Linked DNA regions of Ovis aries: region 2 is linked to region 1. A link is a contact called in public Hi-C data. All regions are on one chromosome and are shown on one strand. Each heading gives the region's core, a stretch centred on a gene start, on an enhancer-like site or on the middle of the called end of the contact. The rest is flanking DNA. Distances are from core to core; before and after follow the strand shown.

The links. Hi-C and Micro-C count contacts between places; a contact is called where the count stands out from the background.
Region 2: a Hi-C map of tail adipose tissue shows a contact between it and region 1, with 2.7 times the contacts expected there. The contact joins the promoter of TGFBR3 here to the enhancer-like site in region 1. A contact is called at or near these places in 2 of 16 Hi-C or Micro-C datasets (omental adipose tissue and tail adipose tissue).

Annotation. Positions count from the first base shown.
Region 1 is chr1:68,984,165-68,988,250 of ARS-UI_Ramb_v3.0, reverse strand. It overlaps TGFBR3 (transforming growth factor beta receptor 3), which reads left to right. Exons shown (of 18, transcript XM_060411602.1): 14 at 2,834-3,133. Among named protein-coding and RNA genes, the nearest start is that of TGFBR3, 170 kb to the left of the region's middle. Within about 2 kb of position 2,205, at least 5 of the 54 cell types and tissues checked have an H3K27ac peak or open chromatin away from gene starts, as enhancers often do.
Region 2 is chr1:69,156,522-69,160,607 of ARS-UI_Ramb_v3.0, reverse strand. TGFBR3 (transforming growth factor beta receptor 3) reads left to right here and starts at 1,956. Exons shown (of 18, transcript XM_060411602.1): 1 at 1,956-2,228.

The DNA of each region.
Region 1 (4,086 bases), core at 956-3,455:
CAGGTCAGAATACTGGAGTGGGTAGCCTTTCCCTTCTCCAGGGGATCTTCCCAACCCGGGGATCTTCCCAGGTCTCCCTCACTGCAGGCAGATTCTTTACCAGCTGAGCCACCAGGGAAAATACATAATAATACACTGAAGAAAATTTGGGGAAGAGGGAAATGTTATAAACTACTTTATTTTAAAATTGTTTTAAACCCCCTAAAATATGAGAGAGAATTGGTAAATATTTTGCTAAATAGGATAGTAGCCATGCCTAGTCTTTTTTTTTCTCAGTTTGGACTCCATCGCTGATAGGAAAATGTTTTATTTGGGGAAAGTAAGTAAAACTTAATCATTGGCTTGGTCTAAAGAGCTATTTCCATGTTTCCTCTTGTGGCCATTCTTATCACATCCCCTCCCAGAATCTCCCATTTCCTCTAGATCATGGTCTCTTCCTTTAATCCAAGACGTTATCAGCTTTGCCACTTGGTCTTTGGCCATCTTTGGGTGATAGTTGGCCACACAGTTGGCAGATTTCCTTTTAGTTCATTTGTCTTGGGAAATTATAAATATAAGTCTATATACTGTTCTTGTTGTTCAGGTGGTAAGTCATGTCCAACTCTTTGCAACCTCATGCATTGCAGCATGCCAGGCTTCTCTGTCTATCACTATGTCCCTGAGTTTCCTCAAACTCATGTTCATTGAGTCTGTGATGCCAGCCAACCATCTCATCCTCTGTTGCCCCCTTCTCCTCTTGCCTTCAATCTTTCCCCAGCATCAGGGGCTTTTCCAGTGAGTCAGCTCTTCACATCAGGTGGCCAAAGTACTGGAGCTTCAGCTTCAGCATCAGTCCTTCCAATGAGTATTCAGGGTTGATGTCTAATATAACCCCCCAAATGTAAATCTAGATTAGCACTGCTAGTATTAGCTGGCATTTCCTAACTATCAGAGAGCTGTGTTGTGTGCATATAATTTTGACTGTGCAGATTGTCACAGTCGCTGTATCTAGACAGTGTCAGTGCCTCATTCTGGGGGGGGAGAAACCAAAGGTCAGTGCTCATGGCGAGTGAGCAGCAGAGTCCTGCCACTGCTCACTTCCAGTCCATTTCAGAGTAAAAGATTTATTGACAATAATCTTTTTTTCCTCTCAAACAATTTTTTTGGAGTACCTTAGCTATTCTGCCATTGCATGCTTTCTCTGAGATTAGAGAAAAGGTTTGCATTGGTTCTGAGTTCATGTTAAAGGGCACTTTTGAGTAAATAGAGTATATGTAGTTTGCCATTTTTCCGAGATTAAATATCTCGTTTTTCAGAAACACTGTAAAAATAATGAAGTGTGAATATTTTCAGACTACTAAATACTACTTCCTGGAAAGATGTCATAACTAAGCACCCTCCCTGACCGCATCTTGGGCAGCTTGAACTGACCCTGTAGCTGTAGTGAAATAGTGAAGAGAAAATGGACTTGGGTTCAGAAGACCTGGGCTCAAGCCTTGGTTTTCCCCAGTATTTGCTAGCTATGATTTTGAACAAGTCATCTATCCTGTGTGTTCCATTTTCCCTCCATTTATAAAATGAAGATGAAAATACTTATAAGATTGTTCTCAGGGAGTAAGCTTTAAGGCACAGCAAAATGTCATTATCATCTTCATCATCTTCACTGTTGAGTGTCTTGCAGTTAACCACATAGGGATCTTTCAAAATAGTGCCGTGGGCTAAAAGCCCCATGTGATATCAGGGATTTCCTGTGGGTATCTCAGAATGCAAAGTGTGTTTATAGCTTCATGCCTTTGAAAGGATTCTGGGGCTATTGGCTTATGGTTAAAGACCAACTTTATTTCTAAAGTGTTTAAGTTTATTTTGATTCTTAGTTTAGTCAAGGAATGAGGCAATAGGGGAGAGAGGCAGTTCACGCAGTGATCCATGTGTCGCCAGATGGAGAATCCAGTCTGGTTCGGAGATTTTAGCTGAGTTCAGGATGGTTGAGATTTGAATTCTGTTTACACTTGGCCACACACTACTTCCTGTTTCTAAAGAAAAGAACCTTAACAAGGTTTGGACATAGCCCATACAAATGTTTTGTAAGAGGGAAGTGTAAATGAGTCGGAAACGTTTCCAGATTAGATTTCCCTTAAAATACCCTTGGGCTTAAAGAGTGAAGGGAGAGTACTTGGCAAGGTCTGGTTTGGACCTCTGAAGAGCTGGGACACTTTGCCAGGCCCGTGATCGCCACCAGATTGCACCATGCCCAACATCCAGCCCCAGAAGCCAGCTCTGGCTGCTCACCGTGAAGCAGGACTTCAGATGAATCAGTAGCTTTACTGCGGTGTTTAGGCTCCTTCTGACTTGCTGCAGTTTGGAAGTTTGGTCTTCCCTGCCTGGTTTAAGTACGTCTACCTCTGTCCTTTATTTTTTGAGTAATTTTTAAAAGAGGTTGCCTTACAAGTGAGAACACTGTTATGACATTAGGGTTTTTACCTGTTGGTGTTTTATTTATTTTGGAAAAGTCTGCTCTAGGTGCATGATGTACTTTTATTTTCATTTGCCAGAGGACTTATAGGAAGTCAAAGAGACTTATTTATCTTGTATTAGAATCTTAGAATATTAGAATCCAGGCTGGCACTTAAACTAAATAATTCACTGTCATCATCCATACCAAATTTAAATGGAAAATACCTCTTTCTTCAGTGAATCTGTTACTTTTGTGATTAGAAAGAAGACTATGTAGGTGTGTTACACAAATCAAGCAGTGTCTCTCATCAGAAGGGCCACGTTGGTATGCTGTCCTTGTGCCTACAGTGATAGTGAGATGCTAACTTGTTTCTGAATTGAGCTTTCTGTTCTGTTGTAGGTGTCTGTTACCAAGGCCGACCAAGAACTGGGATTTGCCATCCAAACGTGCTTTATCTCTCCGTATTCAAACCCTGATAGGATGTCAGATTATACTATCATTGAGAACATTTGTCCTAAAGATGAATCTGTGAAATTCTACAATCCCAAGAGAGTGCACTTTCCTATCCCACAAGCCGAGATAGATAAGAAACGGTTCAGCTTTGTTTTTAAGCCTGTCTTCAATACCTCCCTGCTCTTTCTCCAGTGTGAGCTCACGCTGTGTACCAAAAAGGAAAAGGACCCCCAGAAGCTACCCAAGGTTAGTGGGCCTTCATCTATTTTCTCCTGTTATTTTGACATCTTTAGGTGAGGCAGTGACCTACCAGAAAGGTTTAATCACAGCTTGCTGCAGGTTGAGGGTTTTGGTTTGGGAACTGCCCAGTCAAAATCATAAAGTTCATGTTAGCAGGGAACTGTGAGTTTTATGGAGTCTTGGAGAATGAATCCTGACCGTACGCTTTTTTTTTTTTTTTTTCCATGCATGCTATTCAGTAGTATCTTATGAACGATAAATCAAGACTGTTTTCCATTGAACGAGAGGTCTGGCTTTATCTTTGCTATTCTAATAGTACACAGTGCCAAGAGTACAGAGAGCCGAAGGACAAGTTCAACGTGAGGATTAATTTTTCCAGGTCCCGCTGAGATTTGTATTGCAGTTGTTTTTTGACCTTCTCTGTGTGAGTTATAGGGTTGACTTGTCTCATGAGGACTTCTAAGGGAAACTAACAAATATTTTAATTTTTCTTGGTTTCATATTGTGGTTCGTCATGTTTGCCTCATGTTGCTCCCCACATAGAACCAGTACATGCCTTTGCCACAACAGAAATCAGAACCCCTTGACCTTGTTGGTGTGGCTATGGTAGGGGGCATCCGCAAGGGTGATGACCTCATTGTTTTGGCTTTTTGCACGGAGGGTATCTTCTGTCTAGTTTTGTTTCTGTGATCTGCTGTAATTATGTATAACTTAGTATGCATGTTTATTTTAGTTAGATATCTCACACAGTGTAAGCTGGCTTCTCGTCCTTTTACACTTACATATCAGTCAACGTCTAGAAGTCCAATAATTGAGCTGTGTCATTAACAATGTATTATAGGGACAGAATTTTCTCACCTGGTACATAGGTTGTGAGAGATGGGCATAAAAGGAGAAGGAAAAATTATTGTTATGAGACGGATTGTCATTTATCTGAATCCTTTGCACCATTATATTCT
Region 2 (4,086 bases), core at 707-3,206, 170 kb before region 1:
CAACAATGTCCTGGTGGTTGAGGACTTGGGCTCTGAGCTAGATGCATGTGGATTTGAATTCTGACTCTCTCACTTATTATATGTACTATCTTAGAAATTCTAAGGCCTTAAGGTAGGTGTGCACATAGGCCTCAGATTGTATCCAGCTTTATAGGGCTTGAGAAGTAAATGTGTTTATGTATATGGAATATTTAGAACTCTGCCTGGCACAGAATAATTGTCCAGTTTTGAGTTACACATAATTGGTTACACTATTGAGAATCTGATTATTGTGAACAGTTACGTTGTCATCACTCTCTAAAGACAAGACTGTTATCTAGGACTTGGTTTTTTTCTCTCTACTTCTACGTCATTTTATTTAGAAATTTAAAAGCTTTAGTTAACATGATTGATATGTTCAGATGTAGGATTAAATATTCAAACCCAGTTTAAGTGTTCATGTCTGGTCTTGAAACTAAAACTTGACAGTTTGAGGCATGAATACTTTGTAATTTGAGTCTATGAGAAGTCTAAGTCTTTGAATCTATAACTCTACCTAGACTGTTGGCTCCTATAGGGCATTAGCCCTATATATTTCTCCAAGGCCTCACTCAAGCCTCTTACACAATAGGTGTTCAATAAATATTGGTAAGGAATGAACTGTTCATTTTAGAGATTTTTGCAGTAATCCAGGTGATTCAATAATGTTTTGGCTTTTGTGGAAATATCTCCAATTGAGTGCGTTCTCTGTGTATAGGTACAAGAGAAAAAAGAGGAGAAACACTTCCTCTTCTCCCAAAGTAGGAAAACCCAGTAACTTTCCAAATAATAATATTGCAGAAGTAATAATATAAGAAACTTTCCCATTCTACTCTCTAGCGATTAAAAGCCTAGGACCATAACCTTTTAAGATTTGAAGAGGTCTCCTAGGCCAAGCTTCTCATTTAACAGAGGAGAAATCAGACTTGGAGAGTTTAAGCTCATAGTCCAGGGTTCCACATCTAGTCAAAGCGCAGAGTCAAGACAGGACGTCTGGTCTCTGAAACCTGTCAGCTTAGAGTCATTTCACCAGCCTCTTGGTAAAACAGTGTCGTTTGATTTAAGAATATCTTTTAACAGAAAAACCAGGTGTAAAAAAGGAGTATCAAAGCGGTATTCTGATGACAGAGTTCATCAACCCTTGCAGCAGTCAGTTCAACCGGACTTGCACGCAGGAAGCAGCACAGCGTGAACACCTTCACTTACATCGCGCCAATCTAGGGATAATGCCAGTAATGCTGACCAGGCTCCTTCATTTGTATAATTTATCTAGTGAGCAGGGGGTAATGGCTGCGTTATGCACTCTCAGCTGTTAGGAGGAGACAAGACCCACCATTAGAACGCATCTTGATATATAGCAAGCAGGTGGGAAAAACAAGCAGGGACAGAATGAATGTGCGCGTGGGGGCCTTTGCTAGGGTGTACGCAAGAGGTTTACCGCAGGTTTTAGAATTTTTATATCAAGACGGAGGGAACCAAATAACCCAACTCTTCCAGAGAGCTCTGAAAAGTTGGAAACACCTAGCTGGAGGATGGGAATCCCTGCAGCTCGCGTCCACGTTCCACCCCTGCCCCCTGCCCCAATGTGGCTCTTCTCCGAGGACTGGGACCCTCTGCCCCACAGCCTTTCGCCCCAACCTGGGCGCGCAGCACCCCAGCCGTTCCCGGTACTCCTTTCCTCTCCCTCTCTCCTCGGTCCGAAGGGAAACTCAGGCTCCGGCCGCCCTCGGGGTTCATCCATCAGCGCGAAAGGAAAAGGGGGAGGAGAGAGGGGAGGCGGGCGGCGGGAGGAGGAGTTTCTCGGCGGCGCGGAGCTCCGGTGGGGACCGCGGAGGAGGAGCGCCCTTCCCCCCGCGCGCTGATTGCTGTGGCGTCCTGCCCGTCCCCGCCCGCGTGTGTGAGGGGGAGCGAGTGCGCTGGGTCGGCCCGATGGGGGTAATCGAGGGTTTCGGGGACGCCGAGTGGCGCTTTCCTCTTCCTAGTGAGTGAGGGAGGGAAGTCGGCGGCTCTCGTGCCCGGCCACTTTCCCTGCGCGATTCCCTGAGCTCCCTGCAGGAGGAGAAAGTCCCCGGCGGGTCGGGATGGCGTAGTTGCGCCGCGGCGCAGCAGCTGCCGGAGCTCGCGGCCGCCGGGCGCTGGGCGGGGAAACTTTGCTCTGCTTTCCTGCAACTTGCGGCGGGTGGATCTCCGTTTGACACACTGCCTCAGAGGTACGTGCGGGCTCAGCCTAGCGGCGCTGCAGCCCGCGCCGGGACACCCTTGGCCGCCAGGCTAGCCCAGCACCCGTGCCGGCCAAGGGCTCTCCAGGCTGCGCGGGGGCTGTTGGCGTTGCGCTGGGTTCCGAGCCTGTTTCCCGGCCGGGATCGCTCCGGCCGCCAGGACCCCTGGGCTTCTTGGGGGCGGCGTTGGTCGGTTGGTGTTTACGCTGTGAGGTGCACAGGGGAGCGGCCGTCCCGGGTGGGCAGCGCTCCGGGCGATGCGGTGTGCTGGGGAGGACATCTGCTCCGCGCCTGCCCTCACTCTTCCTTTCCGCGGTTTCTTCTGACCTCCGCGGGGCGCGCTGGTCACTTCCCACTGGGCGCGTGACACCGTCGGTGGGAAAGATTTGTTGTGGGTTCATACTCAATTGCCATTGCAGAGGCTGCGGCCCCGGCACTGGCGCACCAACAGGAGCTTCACTCCCCGCGGGCCGCGCCCTCAGGGTGCACTGCGGGCGGCGCCGAGCGCTGCAGCCCTGAGTCCGCAGAGAATCCTCCCTCCCGCTTTAACTTGCTAGCCACCTTTCCCGGTTTATTTTGAAGGCTTCCCTTAGCATGTTCATTTGGTTAGAATAATCTGGAAACTCTTGGACTGTTGCTAGGAGAATCTCCTTGCAGTCTTGTTCTTATTAGGGCATTTGCTTCACTTTCCAGAATCATTTAGTGCAGGGGACCAGCTTGTCAAACGTGAATTACCTTGACAGTGTGTGTGTGTTAGTTACTCCTTCATGACCGACTCTGCGACCCCAGGGTCTGTAACGGACTGTGGCGAGCTCTCCAGGCTCCTCTGTCCATGAGATTCTCCAGGCAAGAATGCTGGAGTGGGTTGCCATTCTCTTCTCCAGGGGATCTTCCCGACCCAGGGATGGAACCTGGATTTCCTGCTTGGCAGGCAGTTTCTTTACCATCTGAGCCACCAATACTGGCTCCCACCTTGACCGAGTAGAACTTAATGGATTTAGTGTCTACAAAAAAGAGCTGGGAGAAGAAAATCACTCCATTCCCTTAGCTGTGAAATGGGAATAATAATAGTATTGGCCTCAATGTTACTGTGAGAATTGAATGATTTAAAATATGTAAAGTACTAAACAGTACCTGTGCACCGCTATTAGCTGTGCTTGTCCTGAGCCCAGTGGAGACTGGACGGGAGCGTGGAGGGTAAGGGATGGTAGGAATGACAGACTGAGATGGGGAACCAGACTTTTTCTGAACTCTGCATCCCTTCCAAGAGAAATAAGCGATGGGTTTGGGAGGAGATAAGTCTCGCACAAGTAGCAAAGCACATGTCAAGACCTTTTAATTTTCCTGGAATAGTACTTTAGGTTGCAAACAGGTACTTCAGTGTGAAATTAGCTACTTTCTTTCCGGAAATAATGAAAGCTAACGTTTATTGGGCCCAAACTCTGTGCCAGACACTCTCCTAAATGCCTTATGGACACTTAATTGTTACACCAACTCTCTGGAAAAAAACACTATTAATAGCCCTAATTTGCAGATAAGACACTAGAAGTTAGTTACTTGCCCAGGCTATTACACAACTGTTAGTTCTGTCTGACTCCAGAGCTAGCTTAGCCACTCAGCAGAGAGCAGCAAGTGCAGTCAGATTTGTGTGCGGTGAGTTTGGGCAGCTTTTCCCATCCTTCAACTTCCCACTGAGTTGAACACACATCTCTTGAAACACAAATCAGGTATCCGTGATTAATGTAGATGATCTACCCATGGGGGTGCCAAATTTCAGCTTCTCTGAAACTGGCTCCAAGTAATTATAAATAGAACTCTGATTTATATTAATTAATTTAGATCTTTAAAC